4 separate regions of the Sus scrofa genome follow, and all the other regions are linked to region 1. A link is a contact called in public HiChIP or PLAC-seq and promoter capture Hi-C data. All regions are on one chromosome and are shown on one strand. Each heading gives the region's core, a stretch centred on a gene start, on an enhancer-like site or on the middle of the called end of the contact. The rest is flanking DNA. Distances are from core to core; before and after follow the strand shown. Region 1 holds the start of U2AF1 (splicing factor U2AF 35 kDa subunit). Region 2 holds the start of RRP1 (ribosomal RNA processing protein 1 homolog A). Region 3 holds the start of PDXK (pyridoxal kinase). Region 4 holds the start of HSF2BP (heat shock factor 2-binding protein).

Evidence for each region. Promoter capture Hi-C pulls out the DNA fragments that hold promoters and counts their contacts. HiChIP or PLAC-seq counts read pairs in DNA pulled down with a chosen protein or histone mark.
Region 2: a contact with region 1 is called in an H3K27ac HiChIP or PLAC-seq map of skeletal muscle, with 4 times the contacts expected there. The contact joins the promoter of RRP1 here to the promoter of U2AF1 in region 1. A contact is called at or near these places in 1 of 47 Hi-C or Micro-C datasets (heart right ventricle) and 2 of 2 datasets of contacts at active chromatin or transcription factors (alveolar macrophages and skeletal muscle).
Region 3: a contact with region 1 is called in a promoter capture Hi-C map of liver, with 2.7 times the contacts expected there. The contact joins the promoter of PDXK here to the promoter of U2AF1 in region 1. A contact is called at or near these places in 1 of 5 promoter capture datasets (liver) and 1 of 2 datasets of contacts at active chromatin or transcription factors (alveolar macrophages).
Region 4: a contact with region 1 is called in an H3K27ac HiChIP or PLAC-seq map of alveolar macrophages. The contact joins the promoter of HSF2BP here to the promoter of U2AF1 in region 1. A contact is called at or near these places in 1 of 5 promoter capture datasets (liver) and 2 of 2 datasets of contacts at active chromatin or transcription factors (alveolar macrophages and skeletal muscle).

Annotation. Positions count from the first base shown.
Region 1 is chr13:206,256,160-206,259,061 of Sscrofa11.1, reverse strand. It overlaps U2AF1 (splicing factor U2AF 35 kDa subunit), which reads left to right and starts at 1,365. Exons shown (of 8, transcript XM_021071048.1): 1 at 1,365-1,867. The coding sequence starts at 1,824.
Region 2 is chr13:206,721,128-206,724,029 of Sscrofa11.1, reverse strand. RRP1 (ribosomal RNA processing protein 1 homolog A) reads right to left here and starts at 1,439. Exons shown (of 13, transcript XM_021071076.1): 1 at 1,209-1,439. The coding sequence starts at 1,341.
Region 3 is chr13:206,675,484-206,678,385 of Sscrofa11.1, reverse strand. It overlaps PDXK (pyridoxal kinase), which reads right to left and starts at 1,481. Exons shown (of 11, transcript NM_213943.1): 1 at 1,408-1,481. The coding sequence starts at 1,481.
Region 4 is chr13:206,627,717-206,630,618 of Sscrofa11.1, reverse strand. It overlaps HSF2BP (heat shock factor 2-binding protein), which reads left to right and starts at 1,468. Exons shown (of 9, transcript XM_021071073.1): 1 at 1,468-1,615; 2 at 2,599-2,855. The coding sequence starts at 2,820. It overlaps RRP1B (ribosomal RNA processing protein 1 homolog B), which reads right to left and starts at 1,443. Exons shown (of 15, transcript XM_021071070.1): 1 at 1,241-1,443. The coding sequence starts at 1,370.

The sequences.
Region 1 (2,902 bases), core at 116-2,615:
TATGCTGCTTCTTTAACTGGAACCCCAACAGGAGCTTTTTGTCCTGTCAATTCCTCACAATTTCACCATTTCTTTATCTAAAATGTATAAAAGCTGCCTGCTTTGGCCGCTTCTCAGGTCCCATTTCTATGCAACCTCCATGCAAGCATGAATTAGAAAGTTTCTTTTTCTCCTGTTTATTTATTTTTGGCCTCACCCCCCAGGCATGCGGAAGTTTCCCCACTAGGGAGTGAACCCAGGCCACAGCAAATGATAACGCGAGACCCTTAACCAGCTGTGCCACAGGGAAACTCCTGCTCATCCGTCCAGTGTCAGTTTTACTGTAGGTCCAGCCACAAGAACCCAAGACAAGCAGAGGGGAAAAGGTCCCCCTTCCCAACAGTACAAATAGGATCACAGCCGCTGCTATGACACCCACTACATAAACAGAGATTCTCAAACCACAAGGACGTCCAGGGTCCTCGGAACCACTCTGGGGCTCAACGAGCGTCTGATCACCATTTGCCCTTAGCATGAAAATCACTCTCAAATGTGTCTTATACCAAATTTTAACACCCTAGAGACCACCAAAATAGTAAACATTTCTGCTAGAAAAACAATGTTTGTGTAGTCCTCCTCTAGGAATAAACGTCCATGCTGCTTCTTCAGTTTACATGGGAACCCCTGAGATTGCAGCGCTGGCGGAGCAAATACAACAAGTGTCCATCTGCCCCCCAAACAGAAAGAAGCCCGCAGGAGGGCACTTGGTGTAGGATTGCTAGTAAAAGTGAGACTGGCAACAATCCATGTGCCCATCCACAGGGGACTGGTTGAATAAGCGATTCACCACCACACAGTGGAGCCACAAAAGCGGTCAGGACATGACCACGTAGTCCTTCGGAGCCACCTCCAGGATGTAAGGTTACATGAAAAAAGGCAAGGTGGGGGAAACGGTGGGTGGAAAGGAACTGCCCTAAACAGAACAAACTAGGGTAACCGGAGATGGATAGCTCTGGGGGAAGGGTCCGGCGCCCCCGTGGGTCTGTAACCTCGTGCTCAGCTCTGCCCGGCCCCTCTCCCCGGAGCTTCCCCGCGCCGAGGCTCTTCCGGGGCTTTTAGGGTTTACGCGCCGGGAGCTACTAGACGTCCCTAAAGCAGAGCCGCCCCTGGTTTTTGCAGTGGGTCTCGCGCAGTCGGCCTCCTGGGCGATCGGAGCCTCCGAACCCGCCAGGCTTTTCCCGGTCGGGCCCAGGCCCTAGCGGCGCATTTCCCGGGGCCCGCGGCGTTGGGCCACCCCGGCTCCGTTCCAACCCACGAGGGCGCTGGAGGAGCGGGGGATCTTCCCGGAGGAAGGGCTCGAAAGGCGGTGAGGGCGGGGTTGTCCCACAGCGAAAGTACGAGGAAGGGGAGCCTGCACCTCGCAGAGCTCCGCAGAACCCGCCCAAGCGGGGCACGCGCGCCCCGGGCCTAGCCCCGGGGACTGCGTGGAGAAGCCCCTACCCGCCGCCTCCCGACCGCCGTTTGCGTGCTCGGCTTCCCCGGGCCCTCCGGGGGCGCCGGCGGGGTCGGGGACCTCGGCCTGGGCCCAGGGCGCTGGGAGCGCGGGCCGGCGGAGCTGGAAGCGCGGGTGCGGGGCAGGGGGAGTGCCGGAAGGGGGCGCTGGCGGGCGGCACCTCCCGTGCCCGCCAAGTCCCGCCCACGCGCAGGCAGCGCCTCTTCGGATTGGGCAGCGACCCCCGCGCCGTCGGGGCGGAGCGAGCGTCGTCGCGTCCGGGTGACGTCTCCCGCGGGCGTCGGGCGGGGTCGTCGGCGGCGGTGGCGGCGGCGGCGGCGGCGGGTGGGAAATGGCGGAGTACTTGGCCTCCATCTTCGGCACCGAGAAAGACAAGTGAGTGGGAACCGGCCGCCGGGTTTCGGGCCGCGGGGGCGGGCGGCGCGCGAGCGGGCTCGGCCTCGGGGCCTGGGAGGCGGCGGGAGGCCCGGCGGGCCGGCGGGGGAGGGGAGCGGCGGCCCTTCCGGCCTCGGGAGCCGCGCCGCCGCCTCGTGCGCCCGAGCGGGCGGGCGACGGGCCCGGGCGGGCGGCGGGCTTCCGCTCGGGCGGCGCGGCTGCTCCCGCCCGGGGCGCCTCGGCGGCCCACCTACCGGCGACGGGGCCCCCGCGCCCCCGGGTCTCCGGAGCCGTCCGAGTTGCGCTGAAGTTGTCAGCGTTGCCAATCCCCGCAACTTTCAGCTTTTGAGGTCGCGTCGGGCAAGCCGTAGTACAGACCTCGCCCGAGTTAAATCGTCTGGTAACTTAGGGTCCGAACCGTTGGGGTTTTATCCACTTAATAAGGCTCCTCTGTGCTTAATCGATGATCTGGGCTGATCGTAAGGACGTTTGATGAGATTACGGTTAACTAGCCTAAGAGGCACAATCTGCTTCTAGAACACTTGAAAATGCAATTCCAACATAAGAACGAGGTAGAGAGTTTTTTCTTTTTTAAGGTTGTGTGTCTTCCCTAAGCGATGGCTAGCCTGAAGTTTTTAAAATATTTTTGACTTTGCCACGTATGAATTTCCAATGCAAAGTTTAGACTAAGGGGAATGTTTTCAGACACTTTGGAGGATAATTGTTAGTTCGCAAACCTAAAGACTAAGCTTATTTTATTCTTTGGGTAAGTGGTTCACATCTCGGGATCCTTCAAGGCTGTACGAGGCTTATGCGAATGTGTTTTTAATGATAAACCCCTAAGTTTGGTGTAGATAACGTTTTGATACTACTTTATCAAACACTTTCAAGTTGTTTCTGTTTTCCAGGGTGCAGTCGATCTTGTAAAATGTCTTTTCTCACATATTCCCGAATTTCCTGTCACTTGGAGGAGGGGATTTTTTTTTTTTTTTTTTTTTCCTAGCAAAACTCACAAGACAGAATCATCAGTCATCC
Region 2 (2,902 bases), core at 190-2,689, 460 kb before region 1:
ACCCAGAACCTGCTGGCCTAGGGCTGGAGGGACCCCCCAGGGCACAGGTTCATTCATTCTGTGAACACTGACAGATCTTCAAGCACCAGGCACAGTACTCCACTTTCACAGATTCAAAGCTGACGGAGCCACCATTTCCTAGGCTGGATGGTAGCTACACAGGCAAACGTGTTGGCAACAATTCGCCCAGTGTCACACCAGAGATCTATGATTTTTCTTTGTTTGTCTATTGTCTTTTTACGGCCGCACCCATGGCATATGGACGTTCTCAAGCTAAGGGTCAAATCCAAGCTGCAGCTGCCGGCCGACACCACAGCCACAGCAATGAGAGATTAGAGCTACATCTGTGACCTACACCTCAGTTCATGGCAATGCCGGATCCTTAACCCACTGAGCCAGGCCAGGGATCAAACCTGCATCTTATGGATACCAGCTGGGTTCTTAACCTGTTGAGCCACAAAGGGAACTCCCGCTTTTCAAATCTTCAATTACAAGTTAGCTACTTCAGACTAGTTATGAAAGCGGATGTATAAAGTCACTCACTGGGAACACACTGGGGTCCTGACTACGGTGTCTGGCAATGTTCCTGGGCAATGGTTCTCAGACTTTAGCAAAAGGATCCCATCACCCAGAGGGTTTCTTAAAACACACTCTTGGCCCACCTGCCAAGAATCTGCATTTCTAACAAATGACCAGCTGCAGCTGGAGTCACATTTTGAGAACCACTGTTATATAGAACGCTTAAGAAGCACGTTCTCTGAGCAGCGCAAACCACAGTGAAACTCGGACACGAGAGAAAACCTCCAACACTGAAAAATGCCGCTCTGAGGGGAAAATAAACGGTGCCCAAACAGTGGGTACCAGGGATAGCGGGATATATGGACTGAGGGCTGGGAAGGGGGACTGGTTCCCAGAGAAGGCAGGTCTGAGCTGGGAAAAGGAGCTAAGGGGCTGGGGAGCGGGAGTCCACGCTGAGGGACACGCGGTCACCGCAACACAAAGTGAGCGCCGAGAACCTTCAAAGCAGCGAGGGTGGGCGGCAAGCGGGTGGAAGCACCCACGCAGGCCCCGCGCGCACGGCCCGACCACGTGGAAGACCCACGCCGTTGGAAGGGGCCGGGGCCGCGGACGCCCCGCGTCCCCCTGCCCGCCAGGCCCCTCAGGCCCCCCCGGCCCCCTCCGCCCCCAACTCGCCGAACCGCGCCCACCTTCGGCCCGCTGCGTCCTGGCGACGATGTATTTCCGGAGCTTCCTCACCGCCCGGTCCCGGGTCACCTGTTCGTTCCCCGCCAGGCGCTGCGCCAGCTGGATCTCGGGCGGAAGCTGCACCCGCGGACCCATAGCGACCGCGTGGAGACCCCTCAACCTCCGCTACCGCACCGCTTCGCCTGGGCGCGCGGCGTGATGTCACAGCCTGCGCGGGCCTAGCTCCGGCGCGGAGTCTGACGTCACCGGGCCGCGCCGGCCTCGCCGGGGCCTACGCCACCACCTCCTAGTGGCCGTGGCCCGCAACGACAATGCCGCGTCAGTGTTGGCGGACTTTCACTCTGGACCCTGGGTATTAAAGGGATGTCCTTAAGCGTTTGCCCGCCTTTTATTATTATTATTATTATTATATTATTTTGCTGAGGGTGGGTGGCTGTAGTTCACCCCCAGCTGCTGACGGAAGGCCCTGCCTTAGCAGTGAATGTCAGGGAGCAGAGACAGAGGAGCGGTGGAGGTGGAGGTGGCGGAAGACCCTGCGCAGCCTCCAGTGAATCGTTGGTTCCGAGAAGGTCCTGAGAAAATGCCCCAACAGGGAAACGAATCCGACTGGGAACCGTGAGACTGAGGGTTCGATCCCTGGCCTCGCTCCGTGGGTTAAGGATCCAGTTGTTGCTGTGGCTGTGATGTAGCCCAGCAGCTGCAGCTCTGATTCAACACCCTAGCCTAGAACTTCCATGTGCTCGGGGTGCGACTCTAAAAACCAAAGAAAGAAAAAGAAAGTGCCACAACAGCCCAGGGAAGTGGTCAGGGACCGGGTTTGTGGGACGGTCCCGCCACCTGCAGTGGTGTGCCACCGCTGGCGGGCACCCCAACCCTGCAGCAGCACAGGTGGGGTGGGCTGCTCTGACCTCGTCCAGCCTGTTGGAGTGCACCCCAGCTTCAGGACATGGAGGAAGGCCCGTCGAGGAGGCAATCTGGATCCCAGCCCTGAGAGTCCGACTTTCTTCACAGTTACGCCATGAAGGCAGGCATGGGTGAAGCATGTGTAAAGGGGGGGGTGCAATATGCAAATCTCGATTGGGTCCTGGTTTATTTATTTTTGCTTTCTAGGGCCGCACCCGTGGCATATGGAAGGTCCCAGGCCATAGCCACAGCCACAGCAACGCTAGATCTGAGCCGCGTCTGTGACCTACACCACAGTTCAGGGCAATGCTGGATCCTTCACCCACCCAGCAAGGCCAGAGATGGAACCTGCATCCCCAAGGATCCTAGTCAGGTCCGTTACTGCTGAGCCATGATGACCCTGGATCCTGGTTTTTTAAAAAGCTAAAAATTCACTTGGGGAGTTCTGGCTGAGGCCCAACAGGATCAGGTGCACCTCTGGAGGGCTGGGGTACAGGTTCCATCTCTGGGGGCCACAGTGGGCTAAGGATCTGGCAGTCTCAGCTTGGATCCCTGGCCCAGGAACTCTATATGCTGCTGAGTGGGAAAAATATATATATTTTGGGGTCCTTTGGGAATGACTGGGAGAGCTTGCTCATAGGCTAGACGTTAGTCTACACTGCAGAAGAGCTGTTGTCTTAGGGGTGACGGTAGTGTTTGGGAGAATGGGCCTCAGCCGACTCTTTCTGTAAAGGGCCATGTGTCGGGGGAGCAGCAGGACTGAGGAAGACTCATGGATGTGATTAATTATGGC
Region 3 (2,902 bases), core at 232-2,731, 420 kb before region 1:
CTGCCTGGTCCCCCACCCCCCACCCCAGCTGCCCCTGCTTCAGAGAGCACCTTCCCCTCTGCAGGGGCCCACCCCAGGGGCCCTGCCCAAGCAATCCATGACCGGGCTTCAGGTCAGGTGGGCACCCTGGCTGTCCCCTCTGGCTTGCCCTCCACCACCTGGAACAGGAGGACCAAGGACCAGGTAGCTGAAGCACCACACACAGGTGTGCTCACAGATCAGGGCCAGCCAGGCAGGTCACTTTGGCCTTGAACCCTTGTACTTTTCACCTTCAAGTCTTTGCCCCACTCTTTCCTCCTCTGGGGACAAGAGGCCAGCCTGAGGTGGGCCCTCGAGCTCCACCGAGGCAGCTCCACCCCTCCCCACCGTCCCTCTAGCCAGCCGGCACCCCACAGGCCATTGTGAGAGTGGTCCTTTATGTCCTCGAGGGCCCAGCATGGGAACAGGGCACACACAGCAGGGGCCTGAGGTCTGCTCCCAGCTTAGGGACCCGGCCCAGGGACAATGGACGGAAGGTGAGTGGTCCAAGAGCGCAGCCACCCTGCTTGGACCGCCAGCCTCCTGCTGAGCCCGCCAGTAAGCACGGGCCTGTGCCCCAATGCCGACACCCGAGCATGACTCTCCCCTGCACTCAGGCCTCCACCTCTCCTCCCAGGGCTGCCCAACAGTAACCCTGAGGCTGCAACAGGAAGCAGCGGCTGCTGGCTGATGAGCCACAGGGAGACCCGAGCCTCAAGGAGGCCGGGCAGGAGGCGGGAGGAAGCCCAGTGCAGCCAGAGAGCAGCTGCTAAAGCCAGAGCCTGCAGGGGCGTGAAGTGGCCTCTGGGCCTGCCTGCTTCAGCGCCAACACCACACCTGCAGGCGGGCCTTCTCCGCCCCATCGTCCTCCAGGGGACCACCTCCCAGGAATGATGAGCCGCAGGCCGGCCCCCTCCCTGACCTCCCGGGCCTCACTGCGAGATTACTCCTCCCCTTCCCTGTTGGCGTCCTGACCCGCAGGGGACAGGGATGGAGGGGGCGCTCACCAGGTGAGCAAAGCAAACACCTGCCTACCCAGGCCCTCTTTCTCGGGATCTCGGGTCGCGGCGCCGCTCTTTCTTAGCCCCGGGGTCGCGCCGGCGGGAAGGGGCGGGGGCTGGCAGGTGCGCACAGCTCAGGCACCCGGGCTTCATCCTAACCCGGTGCTCCCATCTCTGCCCCATCCCATCCATCCGCAGGGGCTCAAGGGCCACCCCGCCCCCGCCAAGCGCCTGCCTCCCGCGCCCGCCTCGGCCAGCCCGCGCTCCCGAAGGGGGGCCTCGGGGCCGCCCGGGTGGCCTGGCCAAGGTCACGCAATCGGGCTGCGGCCACCCCTCCGCGGGCCCGCACGGCCGGGCGCGGGGACACCGCTGCGTTACGTAAGCGTACCTGCAGCGGGAACGTTGCCGCTCGGTTGCCCACGTAGCCGCGGACGACGTGGCTCTGGATGGAGAGCACCCGGCACTCCTGCTCCATGCCTGGCCTGCCGGGGCGGCGCGGGGCCGGGCGGGGTCAGCGTCTCCGCCGCGCGCTGGGGCTCCGATCCGCTCCGCTCGGCTCCCGCCGCGCTCGGGCTGCGCTCTGCCGCGTCCCCGCTCGGCGCAGGCGCTCGGCTCGGACGACAGGCCGCCTCCTTCTGACCTCAGCGCGGCTGGGAACCCGCGGGGCCCGCGCTGCGCGGGGCGGGCCGGGGGGCGGGTTGGGGAGGGGCATCCGCGAGGCCCCGCCCCCGGGCCCTCCCTGGGGACCGGCAACTGCAGACCGCACCCCTGGCCCCCGGCGACCCGCCCGCGTCACTCGGCGCTCCGGGCACGTGGGCGGCCACCGTCCAAAACGCCGGCTTTGCACTTTCGATTTTACCGAGGAAGGCGCTGCGGTGTCCCGAGCCTTCATTATCCGCTCCCTGAGTCGTTCGTTCGCTCCCGAGGTCCCCTGTCCTGCTCCTGCGCCCGCCTCTAACCCCAGGGCTCCGCAGTCATTGGCGCCTCCCCGGCGGGTCAGACAAGGACCCTTCCCAACGTGGAAACGCAGGGACGTGGCGCCCTGGGAGTGGAACCTGGCAAGGGTGCGAGCGGAGGGCCGCGGGCCTGCAGGTTCCCTCGCCCAGGCCCCATCGGGCCAGGCGGGTCCTCGCCTGGGGCCTACAGAGCCCGGAACCCGGTGCAGTGCCCTGCCCCTCCGGCCACCGCGCGACCAGCGCTAGGCCGCAGTGTAAGCGTGCTAGTGTCCTGTGGGGCTCCTGGACACACAAGCCTTTCTGTGGCCTCCATGTCTTGTTTTGGGGACTAAACCTCAGCCTCCTGGACCTTCCCTGAGTTCCCACGGGCAGCTGCTCCTCAGGGAGGGGAGGGGATGCAGAGAGCAGGGAGGAGCCGGACAGCCCTGGGGCAGGGCGGTGGAATAGCGAGACTCTCTTTGAGCCTTTCTGCAGAACTGAAACCCCCGGTAAGGGAAGAACTGCTCCCGAAGCATCTTCCTTCCGGGAAGAAGGAGGACCCAGCACCAGACCTGGGGCCACTAAACACCAGCTCTGAAAGACAATGCAAGCTGGCCTCCACCCTGATGCTTATCTGCGGCCCTATTTTCCACTCCCCAAACCATAGAAAACCATAAAGACTGTGCCCTCCTAATCCCTTCCAAGGCGGGCACAGTCTTTAAGGCATTTGCCCGCTGCAGCCGCCTTGCCTGGCACAGCAATAAAGCTGCCTTTTTCTCCTGCACCCAAAACTCTGTCTCTGCATTTTCATTCGGCACTGGCAGACAGAGGCCGAATTTCGGCAACGACGGGCTCCAGGCCCACCCCACAGCACCAAGACTCCAGGGGGGGCGCCTCCTCAGAGGTCTGGGGCCACATCTCTGCGGGGCCATGAGAACCTCAGGGACA
Region 4 (2,902 bases), core at 219-2,718, 370 kb before region 1:
CTAGATGCAGGGCTGGGGGACAAAAAGAGGAAGAGGCGTCCAGGACCATATACCCTGCGTCCAACTGGAGTCTGAGTGGAGGATGGGAACTAGTGCCCAAAATAAAAGAGCAGAAGAAGATGAGCCTCTGTGGGGCATTCTGAAGCCTGAGGACATCCAGGTGGAGGTGCCAGGTGGGAAGGGCATATCTGAGCTGCAAGCAGCAAAGGTCTGGGTTAGAAAGTTCGGTTTAGGAACACACAACATTTATGGAATAAGAGGAAATCAAGTCTGTCAGGAAGACCCTAACAGATTTGAAGTCAGGAAGTCTGGCTTCGTTCCTCTTCCTAGGACTTCCCAGGAGAGTTTATCTTCTTTTTCCCAGAAGCCTTCAAAAGAAGGCTAACTGAGCGATCAGCACAGGGGGAGACATCCATTCTTTAAAACAGACTCAATGTATTAACACTAGCAGCAAATCGGACTTTTCCTCAGTGCAATAAAAAACTTCACCGCACTGTAATCCATGCCTTCAAAGGTTTACACCGGACCGGGTAAATACGATTCCTCAATGGCACCCCGCTGCAGTTAAAACCCAAACTGAAGAGCCCGCTGTGACCTGGCCACTGCCTACTTTCCCAACTCGCGTCCTAACACCCTCCCTCTCTCTCACTTACCGCTCTTCCAGCTCCTCATTCGTGCCCCGGCTCAGATCTGGAGAACATCACCCCGAGAGGCCTCCCTGCAACAGTCTTTGGAGAGGAGCTTCCCCGTTCCTCGGTTTTCATTTCCTTTACTCCACTTACACGAGTTCCGTTTCAGTTATCTATTCCCCCCCCCCCCCGCCAGATTTCCCGGGATAAATTCCTCGGGGGTAGGGATTCGGACTTCTCCGTCCTGGTCAACTGAAGGCGTGACTCAAGGAAGAGCGCACCAGAATCAAACAGGTGAGTGCACTGATCCCACGTGCAAGCTCTGGGAGGGCAGACTGGGACGGTTCTCGGCTTTCCGGCTCACCGGGACCCTCAGCGGACCACCTAACCCCCTCCGCCGCCGCCGCTCAACCGGAGAACCGGTGGAGACCCCGCAGGAAGTGGACACAGAGAAGCACACGGCTGTGCCGCACGCTCTCCCCGCTCCGCCCGCGGCTCCCCGGGCCCGCCCCCCACTCCCGCCAGGACCCCCCCCCCACCGCGGCTCCCTCCCCTCACCCCCGCTCCCCCACCCCGGCCGCCATGTGCGCGGCGGACCGCAGGGAGCCCACCTGTCTCCCTCTGTGTCTTCACGCTGATGTACTGGCGCAGCTTCTTCACCGCCCGGTCTCGGATGCCCTTCTCGTGGGACGCCAGCCGTTGAGCGAACTGGATCTCGGCCGGCTGCATGGCGGGGGCCATCGCGCCCGTTGGAGCATCCCCGGCCGCAGCCCGCCGCCGCCGAGCGCCCGCCGCCGTGCCGCGACTGCGCAGAAGGCGCCGGCGCGCGGGCTGATGACGTCACAAAGGCGCCGCTCGCCGCTCGCAGAGCGTTCCGCGAGCTGCGGGCCGGGCCCCGGCGGAGCGACGCTCCTCCGGTGCGCGTCGCGCCTCTCCGCCGCCGCCGCTGCCTCTCGGTCGCCAAGGCTCGGGCCGTTGAGGGCGAGGTTAGCCAGCGCTGGGTGTAGGCCGGGAAGAGACGGAGGGCCAGTTTTGCGTGGTCTGGAATCTTGCCCACTTCACAAAATCTCCATCCAACCGACCCGCAGCTGTTCCCGGGAGATACACGGCACCGGGTTTTTACGTTGGCCTCCTCGGGCCGCGGTGGGAACGGGGTTCTGGCGGGAGGTTGCGGGCAGCCCGCTGGAGGGGCGCCCGGAGCCGGGGCGAGGACTGGGTGCGTGTGCTGGTGCGTGCACCCGCGGGCCTGGAGAGCGCGTACTCCGGGCACTCGGACAGTGTCGGCTTGTGTCCGGCTTTGGACAGAAGTCCTAGTTGTGCGATAATCGGTACCTTTTTTTTTCTTTGGTGTTTTTGTATTTTTCCAGGGTCGCACCCACGGCATATGGAGGTTCGCCGGCTAGGGGTTTAATGGGAGCTATGGCCGCCGGCCTACACCACAGTCATGGCAACTCGGGGTCGAGCTGCGTCTTGGACCCACACCACAGCTCACGGCCACGCCAGATCCTTAACCCACTGGGCGAGGCCAGGGATCGAACCTGCAACCTCATGGTTCCTAGTCAGATTCGTTAACCACCGAGCCACCACGGGAACTCCCGTAACCGGTACCTTTGAACCCAGAGCTTGCACCATATGTTACGAACTCAGTGGGCATATGGGGGCTAGTGAATGGACCAAACGATGTCTCCCAGTCCATGGGGTCGTCTCAGTTCCTTAACCTGCTGGCCGGACTGAGGCTCCCTTATCTGGGGCAGACACCGCCGCCGCCGCCGGCGGAGCCTGTTGTCAGAAAGCTTCGACCTTCGCGAATGGAGTTTGGAGCTGAGCGCGCGAGAGGGGCCGCCGGCGGCTGCTTCGCGTGAACGCATGGCCCCTTAGTCTAAATAACACCCCTCGCCAAACATCAAGGACCCGAATCGAGTGATTTCACTGGACACTGACACGTGGGTCTCCCTGTTCTTCTTTGCAGTTAACAAGTTACGACCTCGGCCAAAGCCGGACGAGCCCACGCGGGATCTCGCCTCCACACCCCCGGCCCGTGGGGACCGCGATGCAGCGAAAGCTCTACGAGGTCTGAGCCTCGCGGCTCCCCGTACCTGACCCCGGCGTGGACGCGTTCCCGCGCTCGCCGGCGTGAGGGGTCCGCGCGTGCGCGCCCGCGCAGGCGCACGGAGCCGAGACCGCGCCGCCATGGGCGAGGCTGGCGGCGCTGAGGAGCCGCGCCGGGTCAGTGCCGAGGCTCGGGTCGGTGCCGAGGCGCGGGCCGCCGCCCG